3 separate regions of the Zea mays genome follow, and regions 2 and 3 are each linked to region 1. Evidence: chromatin contacts called from public Hi-C data. All regions are on one chromosome and are shown on one strand. Each heading gives the region's core, a stretch centred on a gene start, on an enhancer-like site or on the middle of the called end of the contact. The rest is flanking DNA. Distances are from core to core; before and after follow the strand shown. Region 1 holds the start of LOC100276999 (SnRNP core Sm protein Sm-X5-like protein). Region 2 holds the start of LOC100277984. Region 3 holds the start of LOC100216884 (Putative glycerol-3-phosphate transporter 1).

Evidence for each region. A called contact is a pair of places that touch in the nucleus more often than the background predicts.
Region 2: a contact with region 1 is called in a Hi-C map of ear, with 2.4 times the contacts expected there. The contact joins the promoter of LOC100277984 here to the promoter of LOC100276999 in region 1. A contact is called at or near these places in 3 of 25 Hi-C or Micro-C datasets (ear, leaf and tassel).
Region 3: a Hi-C map of endosperm shows a contact between it and region 1, with 4 times the contacts expected there. The contact joins the promoter of LOC100216884 here to the promoter of LOC100276999 in region 1. A contact is called at or near these places in 9 of 25 Hi-C or Micro-C datasets (bundle sheath, ear, endosperm and 3 more).

The regions. Positions count from the first base shown.
Region 1 is chr4:35,395,139-35,400,002 of Zm-B73-REFERENCE-NAM-5.0, forward strand. It overlaps LOC100276999 (SnRNP core Sm protein Sm-X5-like protein), which reads right to left and starts at 3,141. Exons shown (of 4, transcript XM_008680044.4): 1 at 2,647-3,141; 2 at 2,310-2,350; 3 at 2,066-2,224. The coding sequence starts at 2,312. LOC100191474 (topoisomerase I) reads right to left here. Exons shown (of 16, transcript NM_001164334.2): 15 at 4,806-4,864; 16 at 4,353-4,709. The coding sequence ends at 4,641.
Region 2 is chr4:35,657,195-35,661,383 of Zm-B73-REFERENCE-NAM-5.0, forward strand. LOC100277984 reads left to right here and starts at 1,582. Exons shown (of 1, transcript NM_001151411.2): 1 at 1,582-2,276. The coding sequence starts at 1,727. The coding sequence ends at 2,041. LOC100193949 reads right to left here. Exons shown (of 20, transcript NR_158552.1): 20 at 4,064-4,189. TRNAR-UCU (transfer RNA arginine (anticodon UCU)) reads left to right here and starts at 2,876; the gene lies at 2,876-2,948.
Region 3 is chr4:35,083,633-35,087,989 of Zm-B73-REFERENCE-NAM-5.0, forward strand. It overlaps LOC100216884 (Putative glycerol-3-phosphate transporter 1), which reads right to left and starts at 1,794. Exons shown (of 3, transcript NM_001143271.1): 1 at 1,629-1,794; 2 at 1-176. The coding sequence starts at 176. It also overlaps the pseudogene LOC100217289.

The DNA.
Region 1 (4,864 bases), core at 1,891-4,390:
AGCAGCGTGTCAAAGGGAGAATCTGGCACATGTATCAACTTCAGAGTGTTTGTTTAGCAACCACAAGCTGATTGAGCAGCTACCCACATCAGCATGGTTGGTTCTCATATATATGTCAAATGCAAGTCATTTTGGACATAGACACGTTTACAAAGTGAAACTTTTTGACAATAAAGTTCGTAGAAAATAGAATTTTACAAAAAAAATATACATTATGGAATTAATTTCCATGGTGAATCTAGTAGCATGAAGCTTATATTGGAAATCTATTTAGATTTTTAGATATTGGCGGTCAAAGTTAAAACAATGTTTGATTCAGGACAAATCTGTAACGGCCTACATTTGGGAACAGTGGAGTAACAAAATGTAGTTCCATTAGCAGCCTGTGGAGGAAATAACTGGCTGATAAAAAGCCATCAAGTGCGGCGCAAGCACTAAGAAGACCTGAACTATCATGATGTGAAAGAGTAGAAAAAGTGAGCATTCTGAATATAACTGACATATATATGCACCGGCCTGAAAATATCTAATGATTTGAAGTACAACATTAATCACGAACCAAGCACATAAGTGCCATGCCAGAGGGGCTCGTTTGACTTCATGGTTACTCAATTCGATGTGTTGAGTTTAATAGTTCATAGACAACTCCAGTCAAGTGGATATGAATGTTCGCTTCTTTCATTTGCTACATCTATGGTTCTATTGATTCTCTATTCGGTATGTGTGGAGTGTGGACACCACCATGCATCGAGTTCCAACAGAAATTTTACTGCTACAGATGCAAGAGCACAACTATAGTGCAAGGCAGCCAAATGAATGGTAGATCTATGCAGATTGATTAGATCGACCCATAAGTCGTGTGAGAAGGAAAATCCAGATGTGTCAACTTCCTAGTGTAAAATATCAATCTTTTTACCTTTTTCCTTCTTTACTTGAGACTATCAGATTACTTCCATTATCTAGAACAATAGGAAGGAAGCCTATCTTGCACTGGTGACTTGCCTATCTATATCTTGGCAGGGAATTAAAAGGTTTCAAATTTTCATGTGCAGGCATCAGTAAAATTTCCAAGAACATATCAGCAAATTTGAACGTCTATTAATGAAGGCTTCATTGATCAATGATCAATATGTTCATAATCAGGTTAACATCCTTTGTAAATCGACAATGAATTCAGAAGTTTAGACAACCAGAACTAGATGAGAAACTGACACAAGGGTGTGCCCCCACAACCTTCCATCTGTATATCTAAAGCATCTTTCTATGGAACTGAGTTCACCATAAGTAGGAATGGAGGCAGCGAACAAATGTATTATATTTAACTTATGCAACTTCTGGGCCATGATTTAGGAACAGAAATTTCATTCTCAAACTAACAGAGTTTCATCAATTTACAGTACAATACAATATTAACGAGAAAGCACACCAGGCACATGATAAAGAGGCTCATTAAGACACATTCAATCAACTTACGAGAATCTGGAAGTCTAGTGCACAATGCAAAAATGAATGCTTCAAGGATAAATCTGTGGGGTCGTTCTGTATTCATGGTCACTGAACACCATCGAATTACCCAAGCACCGTGTTCTGACAGCCAGCATTATGGTAAATATACTACAAGTCAACAGCACAGGTATGCAATTAGAGTAAGCTTGCGACAACAAACTTGTGCTGCTGTTCAGCACGTGTGAACATGGGTAGCATCAAATCACCCAAACACTAAGTTCTGACAGTCAATCTTAAGGTAAGTCCGCTAGAAATCAAGTGCACAATTATGCAATTAGTGTAAGGTCTGCCACAAGAATGCCTACACACATCCCTTATGGCCTTTATTTGTATAACATAGGAACCGTCCCACACAACCAAAGATGTCGTAAAAGGGGAGAAACGACTACTGCTATGGCCTTTCCCTGCAGTTCCCAGTTCCACCAAGTCGGCATCAAACAAGGGTGCATGTTAAACGACCAAGGAGCAACAATCTAATAGGCTACAAACTCTAACTGGTAGGATTAAGCTGAAGGGCATAATTCTGCAGCACAACAACACGACACAACAGCAGGCATACCATGTGGGGATACTTGTCCTGGTCGACTACGCGGGTGTTCTCGAGCTTGATGTTGAGGTACTGGTCAACCGAGTGGAGCGTCCCGCGGATCGCCAAGTCATTCTTGAGCTCCACTGTCACCTCCTTCCCCACCAGCTCCTTGAAGTAGGAGAAGAACAACTGCACGAGAAGAAAGGTGCATCAATACAACTCTGGCACAGGCCTAGCAAGAAACAAATCACCAGTACAAGAGGGGGGGGGATACCATAGTGTCTCTTCCTACTGCCTGCTCAGTTCAGTCGACCCCTGAAAATCAGCACAAACAAATTAGCACCCAAATTCAGGACAGGGGCACAAGTCTGCTCCCCCTCGTTCGCTCAACTAGACGACAGGTGCGCACGGATCCGCTATAGAACATGCGTACACGCGATATTTTTCTTCGCAAAAAAAATCGAAGTTGGTGGGTACAGTACATATTATGTACATGTAGATTGGTTCAGATCGGAACTCAAATAGCTCACTCTAGGGCTTGGCGTGCTCGGTTTCGCAGAGAGTGAAGGGATGGGAACTCAATGGAAGCGGACAGAAAGGAAGAGGCGTACCAGATGGACGCTCGTCGCCGGGGAAGGACCCAGCGAAGACCTAGCCAAGGGCGGCGCCGCTCGACCAGCCGTCGCCGCCAGGAAACAAGGCCACGAGAGGAGAGCACAGGGGGATGAGTCACGTGACCAACGGGCCGCCGAGAGAAGGATCGGGATGTGCGGGAGGAAGATTATGCGAGCAGGCCATAGCCCAACTGGTCAGCCCACCAACACTGCACAAGACCCATGCCACAGCTGGAGGATCGGGATGTGCGGGAGGAAGATTATGCGGGAGAAGATGGGAGCCTGCGAACGGCCCAAAAGTACTAGTTTTTTCCCGGTCCCTTTTTACAAATCAATTCGCTTTATATAATAGTCCCTTTACAAATCAATTTGCTTTCTTTAATAGTTCAAAAAACAAAAATATAAATCAATGTGTTCTTCAAGTCGTTAAAACATCAAAATATATTTATTAGCCTCCTCTAACCATTTCTAACATCTTACTCATAAAAAAATAAAAATGGTCCTTTGTGAAGGTTTATGCACCCCCAACAATCCCCTACACTACACCCTCTAAGGCTCACTCCAACAGGAGGCATGCAAATCGGGCCGCCATATATACTTTTGGCTGGTGTCTGTAGTTTACCTGTCCAGTCATACGCTAGATCTTTCCAACAGCACAGTCATCCATACGTTTAGCTGGAATGGAGTAGACACTGGGGCCCAGTGGTCAGTCAAGAATAAAGAATTTAGTTGTCGGTCACAGTACCAACCAATATGGTTTTTCTCTCCTGCCTTTCATTTTGCCTAACTCATTTAGCTGCTTCCTTGGAAGAAATATTGCACTCCTACAGTTGCTTCAGGACATCTATTTTAGCTTTACCTGGCCGGATGGCTGCTCTGTTGGAGTGAGCCTGAGTACGCCAGCCATTGGTAGCCAACAACAACCAGTCAAGGCTAGACCAGTAGCGATTGCCGCCCCCATCTTCGAGAGCGGTGTAGCCAGTATGGTCAGAGTTTTCTAGCGCATGTGCATAGAAGGCACTGTGGCAAAGACATAGTGGCGGCGACTTCTTTCTGCATGTATTGTTACTTACCCTAAGCCGTATCATATCACACATATCGATCAATTTTTTTAATGTAAGAAGATTCAAAAGTGGGATCAACAGTTGTTGGAGAGATGTCATTTTTTAATCCTGCCAAAAACGTCAAAATCAGAGGTGCGTTTTGAGAACTATCGGAGATGCTCTAATGTTAGCGTTAAAAGTTCCAAATATTACTTCGCTGCTTTTTTTTCTTCACGCGTGTTATGGATCTGTTGAAATTATAGAAGAACAACAAGCTCACATGATCTTGTACAAGCAATCAAAGATGATGTATGCATGAACATTAAAGGAAATTCTTAATGCTCAAGCTTCGACGTTTTTATAACTTCAGAAGCTCTGGAGGTAAGGATGCAACAAGGCAACGCGCAATATTTTCGAATGAACGACCTCTACAGCTGTTCATTATAGGGTATGAGTCATCTATTTATAGGGTCTGAGGAGTGGCGAAGAGAGGGGTCTCCTCATCTACACTGACAAAGTGATAATCCATCCTGATGGCCATCGTTTCGCCAAGCATTTATTCTCTACTACTATATACCAGCTGACTTTGGTGGACAAGGCAAGCTCACTAGTCGACAAAACACACAAACGACCACGGGATCATCCCTCAACAAGTCATCTATATTCAAGATTAAAACTCACTATGAATTCAATGTCCAACCGTTCTCAAACGAGCTCAGATTTCTCAGCAGAATACATATTGAACTTAGCGCAATTGAACCAAAAGAAAAAAAAAAGAAGGGCCTACAAAGAGAATGACGGGTGCTTTCCTTCGTTCCACGAGCAGGGGGGGTGGGGACTTTGAAAAAACAAACACCGAGCTCTTTCCTTTCCTAGCTGCAATTAGTGTCCAGGGAGAAGGGCTGGAAACTGGACCAAACTGGCTGGCACATGGTAGCCAATGGTCTCCTAGAATCTGAATTCCGGGTCAACGTCCATTGCCCATACAAATTTCGCGAGGAGAGATTTGTTGAAAATCTGTCAGCAGCACAGCAGGTTCAATAACTGCAGGCCTTTGCAACAGGGAAAATTTGGAGAAAAAACAAATGCGGTCTAGAACCAGAAATTGCGTACCTTCTCAATAGGGACTTCATGGCGTTTGCACCATGCCACGGTTATTCTAGGATCAAGAT
Region 2 (4,189 bases), core at 332-2,831, 260 kb after region 1:
TGCAAGATTCCTTCAATAAAGTGGCATTGTAGCCTAGGACTTAACACTAGGTGAGCCCTAACAAAATGAGGTAGTAGAAAGAAGAAATCATACTTTGATGAATATGGTGCAGAGTATGTTGAGTTACTCCAATTTACCATTAGGTTTGTGGATGGATGCTTTAAAAATGACTATCCATATACTCAACATAGTCCCTAGTAAATCAATTCCTAAGACTCCATATTAGTTGTGGACTGAAAGAAAGCCCAAGATGAATTATCTGCATATTTAGGGCTATCCAGATGAAGCAAAAATCTTTAATCATGGATAAGTAGAATAGATGAAAGAACAGATTGTTATTTTATTGGCTACCCTAAGAAATAGAAAGGGTTCAGATTGCAGTGCCTAGTCAAACATCCTAAGTTTGTAGCAACAAAATATGTAGTATTATGAGAAAATAAAATGATCAAGGGAAGCATGGTACCCCAAGAAATAGTTCATTAGGAAAAGAGGGTGTATGCCCCAATTTTGATGGTTCAAAAACCATATTTCTCAATACATGTTGATGTTTCGATACTAGTCCATCCAAATGTTAATGAAATCCTAGCTACTAATGTTGAATCATCAAGCACGATTAAATTGATGTAGTTTTAAGGTACCAGAGATATATTGGAGAAACTTCCTCTACCATTGGAGAAACCCTAGAACCCTCAAAACGATGTAGTTTTAAGGTATTAGAGAGCCAGGAGATCTATGATCTCTAATGATTATAAAGTATGTGGTAGTGGAGAAATAGATGGTTATAGGATATGTTAATGACGATATATACTCTAAAGGAGAACACACTACTTCTCTACTATTATAAAGCACCAATTTCACTAGTTTTCAGGGTTCCACGGTCGTCGTATGTCACACTTTCCACTTTATGCAAAAATAAGGTAAAATTATATACAAGTGGAATTTGAACCTTGGTTGTCGGCTCTACATCCACACTATAGATATACAAAAAGCACGAAAGCCCGGTCCGAAGCACGTTTTTTTTTGGCCCGGTACGAGCCCGATCCGACCCAGCACGAATAAGCGAGCCGGGCCCGGACAGAAAACTAAGCACGGTGGGCTAGCCAGACACGACCCGTTTACCTCTAAACCCATCAAACCTAGTTTTTTGCACTAAATCGTGCTTACCGACTCGTTTTGACCCGCTTTTTTCGTGCTTACCGAGCCCGCGAGCTTAGACGACCCGGCCCGGTTTTCTAACCGTGCCTAGCGGGCCGGGCCCAAAATGGGTCGAGTCGGGCGATCCGTTTGGCCATCTCTAATCCACACCCACTTAACTAAGAAACACACATATTTTTTATATTTTATTAAAACAAAATCTATATATAATCTATATGGTATATAGAAACCACGGAAGCAAAATAAAACCTGGTGCACGCGCGCGTACGTGGAATTCAAGCGTGCCTTTTTGTTTCCTTGCACACTTCTAAAAACGGCTGTAATCTCCCTCTGTCACGACTCGGAGTCGGAGCCATCACGCTTTTCGTTGGTTTGCCTTTTCTGATCTCTATTTCTCTATATAAACTCCAATTGATCCGCCGGAGTAGGAGGTAGCCAATTAAGATAGATCGCCAGCCGGGCAGTAGCTCTGAGACAGATAGGAGAGAGAGAGATCGATCTGTATCGTCGTCGAAGCTAGCGGAAGGGTACGTTACGTACGCAGCGGCCGGCCCCTCGCTGATCGCGCGCGATGGAGCGGCGGAGCGGCGGCGCGGGGAGCTGCCTGGGGCTGCTGGCGGTGGCCGCGGTGTCGACGAGCATCATCCTCGTCTCCTACCGCCTCCACCGCCGGCTGGAGGCGGACCTCAGGGCCATGATCCTCGGCGAAGGTGACGACGACGGAGCAGCGGACCACGACCGGCGCCGGCCGCGTGGCACGACGACGACGAGAAGGAAGAAGAAGGTGCGCTTCGCGGCCGACGTGGCGGAGCCGTCGTCCAACAGCGAGGAGTACCGGCGGCGGCGGGCGCGTCCGTCGACAACAGCCACCAGCGCAAGAAGATAGCACGCCGCCGCTGCGCGTCAGCCCGGCGCCGCCTGCTCACCGCGGCACGCGTGAGCCGTACCCGTACCGTACGTCGTGGACCCGTGGTGGCTGTGTATCTTGCATGACGTGACGTGGCGTCGTGGCATGCACGTTCAGGCAGGCTTTGAGCTGCCGTAGGTAACGTAAGCCTTTGCGGTTGCTTTGGTGTAATAAACTCCATCACCGAGCTGTCATCATCATCATGTTCATTGGCTAAGCTTATTAACTCCTCCTGGATGGATCTATACGTGTGAGAGCTGCGAGAGGTACGGTGGTGTCAGAGAATGATTGATTGATTGATAGAGCACAAGATGCATAGAGGAGGCTGGATTCTTGGGGACTCTCCTCTTGTGATGGACTCCGTTGTTGCGCTGGCTGGCCTCTGCAAGGCCACGCCTGGTGCTGCAAACTCGTACCACCCCTCCACTTGTCGTGCTGAATAATGAATCCTCACCCGTCCAATCCAATCCACAAAGATAATCGCGCTGCAATAAAACCTTTCTCAATTTTCTTTTGTTTTTCTCTACTATATAAAACGGTCGTCGCCTTGTACTAGACTAAGATAAAATTTTGCATCAACAAAGGTGTTCAAATCTTGGTTGTTGGCTTCATATTTACACACATCTAATCAACAGAACACGTATAGATATATAGAAATCGTACGAGTATCTGACTGTTTAAGGAATCCATGAGAAGTACAAACGCGTTCAAGTAGCTTCAAGTGGTGTGTGGATGCTCGTGGTTTGTTGCGCCTGCAGAAAGTTTATGTTACGTATAGTAATACATATATGTAGGAACTAAAATGAACAGTTGGCGCCCATGGCCTAATGGATAAGGCGTCTGACTTCTAATCAGGCGATTGTGGGTTCGAGTCCCACTGGGCGTGTTGTTGTTTTTTTAATCTATATGTGATTTTTAATCATATCTATTTTACCCTTTATTTTCATTCGCTGTGTTCGCGTTGTTTATACTCTTTTTTTAATATATCCTTTTACCCCTTTTTGTGTTGCTTGTGCTTATTTTTTATTTCCTTGGTTCACTATGTTTGCAGGCACAATGGACCCGTGCTTTACGAAAACCATGCTGCCAAGTGTAACTGCCTAGGGGAATGACATGTCCATCTCTTCTTCTCTATCTATTTATAGACTTTAATTAACGAATTAAATAAACCTAATTATGTATAAAATATTTGAGGATATGATAAATCCGTACGGTAGATTTTTTTTTAACAAAAATACATTTATAATATAGATCGTATAGCAGACAAGAGATAGGAGATGTAGATAAAATATATAGATAACAAAATCTATTAGGTAAATATGTAAAGGATAGATATAAATAAGATATATAGAGGCTACTGCTAGAGATAATCTTATCATGCCTCCCAAAAATAGCAAACCACGTTGGACACCAAGCAGAGTGAGCGACAACTGAAGTCTACAACAAAATCTCATGTAACCCTAGTGAATAAGGCTAGTTCTAATCCTAAACTATCTACATGTTCATACCGACCATTGTCAGCCCTTATCTACTGCAAGAGTCCAACGTACAACCTTTACTGTCAGCGTACAACTACATCATGGTCACATCAGCTTTTTATTTAAAGATTTTTAGTTGACATGAAATATTGCGCTTTACTGAAGTTCAAATAAATCTATTTACGTAACTAAACAAATAAAAATACATAATTAGTAGCAACAATTAAAAATTACATAGCTCAAGCATAATAATAAAAAGTACACAATTTATGCATAAAATTACATAGTTTAAAAGTAAAAATGGAAAAATCATAAATAAAATCTAATTTATATATTAGATTTTAGGATTTTATTTTTTTTAGAATTGTTTCGATTTTTTGGACTTTAATAAAATAACTATTTAGACTTTAAATAGTTTAAAAACAACTAGCGGGCAAGACACGTGTGAACCAATCAAAACACGACACCGGGATCCATATAGTTTACAGCAACTCCTGGGTGGGAGCTGACAGATGTCATCGGTACTGTGATATATAATGGTATGTTTGTAACGCTGTAGATGACATACATGTGTATAATTCTGCCCGGCGGCCATGAACGAACCGCATAAAACAAAATGGTAAAGCTTTGGTTCTATCTCGAATAGCCA
Region 3 (4,357 bases), core at 544-3,043, 310 kb before region 1:
AACCCCACCTTCGTCTGCGGGTCCAGAGCGCTCTTGACTATGCTTGGGATCTTCCGAGTCATGTGGAAGCATGTGTATGCCAAGAACGTGAGGACCAGGACTAGTGTCTGGTACGTTGTCAGTGAGCCGGCGCCTCCGAGTAACCTGAGGCCAGGAGGCTTCCTACTATTCGCCATCTGTTGAGAGTGAGACATGAGCATAAGATTGCTGAGGAAGGTCGCGGCGCAGTTAGTTCCAGCGCAGGAACACCTATATCTGGAATCAGTAACAATTGGCACCTGAAAGCAAGGAAGATGTTATCAGGATAACAGGCGTGCAAGGAGCTTATGAATTCTACGTGGATAATTAAGAGTCTGAGACAGCAGATGTTAGCCAACTCTTTTACTTCATAATATGCAATCATGCTCTAAAAATTGATCTACTTACTCCGCAGTCAGATTCTATGATCACACTGTGACCTCGGAATCTCGGATCATAGACACGAGACACCTACAATTAGGCTCGCCTATTTGTTTCCTTGCAGGATTATATAATTCAACCTCTAGATTATACAAGCACCTAATGACCTACTTATGAATTATCATAATCTAGTTGTCTAGATTATATAATCCACATAATAATCTGTGTTGTTTGTTTGTCACTTAACTTATTTAAGTTGGATTATATAATATAACAGGGTCTTAGACAGGGTACTTAAATTTGCATCTCATAAAATGTCCCACTGATCAGAATCTCGCCAAATTAGTGCCCTCCTAACATTAGGTCAGCTGCGTTTGTAGCAGCCTATCAAGGAAGACTTAGGCTCGCTCCAGCAGGGTCCTGTAAAAACTCCTGTCCTCTAAATATAGAGGTTTGTCAGATCCTCTATCCCTCCAACAAGGGACTCTAAAAGATCCTCTAAAATTTAGAGGATGACATGCATGCGCTATGTATAGAGGATGTACGGCGGTGCTCTATACACTGTGCTGATTTCTATACACGTGCTGACGAGCGGTAAAAAATAATATATAATATCAAATCTAGTAGCATTGTTGATATAGAGGGTGAAATTTAGGGGATATTGTTGGAGATGAAGAAGATATAGAGTACAGAATCTTTTAAAGAGTGATGTAAAGGACAGAGAATATTCTTTTAGAGTATGAAATTTAGGGGACGTTGCTGGAGACAGCCTTAGCTCCCAAGTCCCCCCAAGTACTAGCGTGCTTTCTGAAACCTGCACGAGAAGAAAGGAAGTTTCCGTGTGGACGCAGGTAAAAAAAAGGTGATCTTGACATTTTACTAGTCCCAACGTCCTTGCAAAGGTCTCACAAGTCCAATCACAGGATCCGGCTGGCTGTTTCCGAGTTCCGACTCAACAGGTACCTGACAGCCCCCCTCCCCCCCCCCCCCCCCCCCCCCCCCCAAGTTCTGGATGGAAAAACACCACCGCATTGTCCCAAACTCCTATCGATTTCTTCACCAAAACTTCCGTCAATTTCCACCCAGAAGCCCGGCTAAACCGATTAAAAGTAGTACAGAACCACACACCACCATGAAAGTCAGTAACATCGAAGGAGCAAGAAGCAACAATACAAGCTGCGGATTCGCAGAGACCAAGAATGGGAACGGGGCTCGGCCAAAGCACGGACCTTTTTCAGGGCGATCGGAGCGGCGGCTCCTGCGCGCGCGCGCAAATGCACACGCGACGCGACGCGGCGGAATCACGCAACGGGCAGCGAGTTGGAAAAGGAGAAGAAGCCCCGCCCCGCCCCGCCGCGGCCGTGTTTCTTTCTTGTTCGTGGTGGTGTTCTCGAGCTCGGTTTGCGTGGTGCGGAGGGCGAAGGCACCGAAGCAAGAGCGCATTTATCGAAAGGTGCGCCGGGGATTTACGGTGCTGCCCTTGGACGGAACTGGCCCCTTCGCTTTGGTGTGCCTTTGCAGCGCGCGGGTATTCGGCGACATGGCAGGGGTAGGGTCGGAAATGGGGAGGAGGATCGGAACTCATGGCCGAGCCGACGGGGCGGCGAAGCTGTCCGATCCGAATATTCCCTTCCCGCCACTGGAATTATCCCTCGCGTGCCGTGCGGGTCCTTCTGCGCCCCGGACCGCCGCGTCACTGCGTGCCCGTCCCCACGGGCGCCGAGCCACAGGCCGCAGGACGGGCCACACGGGCGCCGAGCCACACAAGCCCACAGGCACCCGCACCGCACGAAAGCCAGCCCGCTTGGATCCGCCGCTGTTCTCGTCGCGCAGGAGCGGCGATTTCGGCTGCGCTTCCCCGTTCCCGCGGCCGTGACGCCAGACGGTGGGCCCCGTGTCGTCAGTCCACGTCAATGGGCAATGGCCGTGTTGTGGGCCCCGCTTCGACTGTCCCAGATAAAAACTGAGCCGCGCGAGCCCGGATCTTGTGTGGCACGCGTGTCTACACGTCTGCCGGCGGCCACAACCTGCGATGGCCCACAAGTTTTGAGGGATCTGCATGGGCGCCGGCCGCCGGGTATATTCTTGGAATAAACCATGCGAGATGCGTTCAACCATTCAAAATCAAATAATTGGTTCCATAGCCCATGCTCTCAAGTGTATGCAACTAGTGTCTATATATTTAATTATTTATTTAAAAAAATCTTTGTGCACCACTCATCATGGTAGTATCTCCCGCCTCATATAAGGGTTAGTTTAGAAACCACAAAAACAGTGAGAATTGGAGAGGCTAAAATTCTCTTCTTATTAATAAAAAGAGGATTTTATCCTCTCTAATCCCATTTGGGTTTTGGACTCGCAAACTAGTCCTAAATGTTGGGTGCAAAAGGGAGCGGGGTACTCAAAATTTCTTTTTACTACGGTTTCTGGTCAGAAAAAAATATAATTAAGAGTTAGTTTGACAACTCCATTTTCAAGAGATTTCCTTCTTCCTAAAAGGACCAATTTCTTTATAACAATGGGAATCCTTAAAAAATTGTGTTTGTTAAACTAGCACTAAAAGGCAATGTAAAAACATAAAAATTTTGGCGAAAAGTTAAATTTGATGCAAATTCGGTGTCTGCCCCGACTTAAGAAACGATCTATTTATGTGCATTGTGATACCATGAAAACCACTCAGTATTTTAAGCTAGTATTTAATTTAAAATAAGTTCAATTATATAATTTGGTCAGATCATAACCATAACACCACACCTGATGAATGGATAAACGGTGTTGCATAGACGACGAGCCGCAGTAGGAGTGGTGGTGAATCGCTCTAAATAAATTTTAATTTAAAAATAAATAGAAATAGGATCTGGTCCTAACTCGATCCAATTCTTAAATTTTATAGTGTAAAATTTAGAGTCCGTTGTCACCTCTCGCCACAAGTCATCCGGACCAGATAAACCATATGTGGTGGCAGAAGTGCCCAGGTAGTAACGTAGTGGGATTAATGTAATTATCCAACCACAAAAATAATCGCCGTAAAGCTTCGCGTGAGTTGTTTTTTCCCCAACGGTACAGGTCACAAATGGTGGCCATAGCAGAAGAAGACGACGACGCCGGAAAATGAAGATGAGATAGGTGGCGTACCGAAGCGGAGGCGCGCAACAGACACAGCGACGTGTTTCCCGATGTGCGTACAGGAACAGGACAGGATGTCGCGTGTGCGCCACATCTTCTTGGCTGGGTGCCTGGGTTGGAGATTTTGCAAGGTGCTACTCCCCTCCAGAGCGTAGATCTGGACAGCCACCCAGACTCCACGCATCCGGCGGCCCTCACGCCTACGTACAACATCATCTAAACATCATGTCTTTCTTTCTAGAGGTTTTTAAAGCTATCCTTTGCAAGTTACCAGCTTACTCATCCCCACTTTTGCTATTTCACGGGTCGTGTGGCTGTGGTTGTTTGCAGGGGCGGATTTACGACCAGGGCTGCCTAGGCTGCAGCCCCGGTCGTGGCCCAATAACGCGAGAAGGTATTCATCCGCAGCCTAGCTTCGCTAGTCGCTACGGGGTACATCGCGCTACCCTAGTCCAGTGTCCAGCCGCCGCCGAGCACATCCAGACGCCACACGCCAGAGCCGCTCAGGCTCAGCCGCAGACCTGCAGCGCAGCGCAGTTGGCAGTTGCCGTCTTGCCGACTTGCCGGCCGCCGCACGCCGCCACCGCCCAGGCCGCCAGCGCCAGGCGCGTCTTCCGCGCGGTCTTCTGGCGAGCTGAGCAGGCCGCCACCGCCCAGGCCCGACCGACGACTGCTGGCGAGCTGAGCAGGCTGCAGGCGAGCCGCGAGCAGGCAGAGCAGAGCAGAGCGGTGAGCACTAAGCAGCGATTAGCAGAGCATAGCAGCGAGCAGCCGGTGAGCCCTTCTGCTTCTGTTTTAATTTGAAGTTTTCTGTTTTAATTTGAAGTTTTAA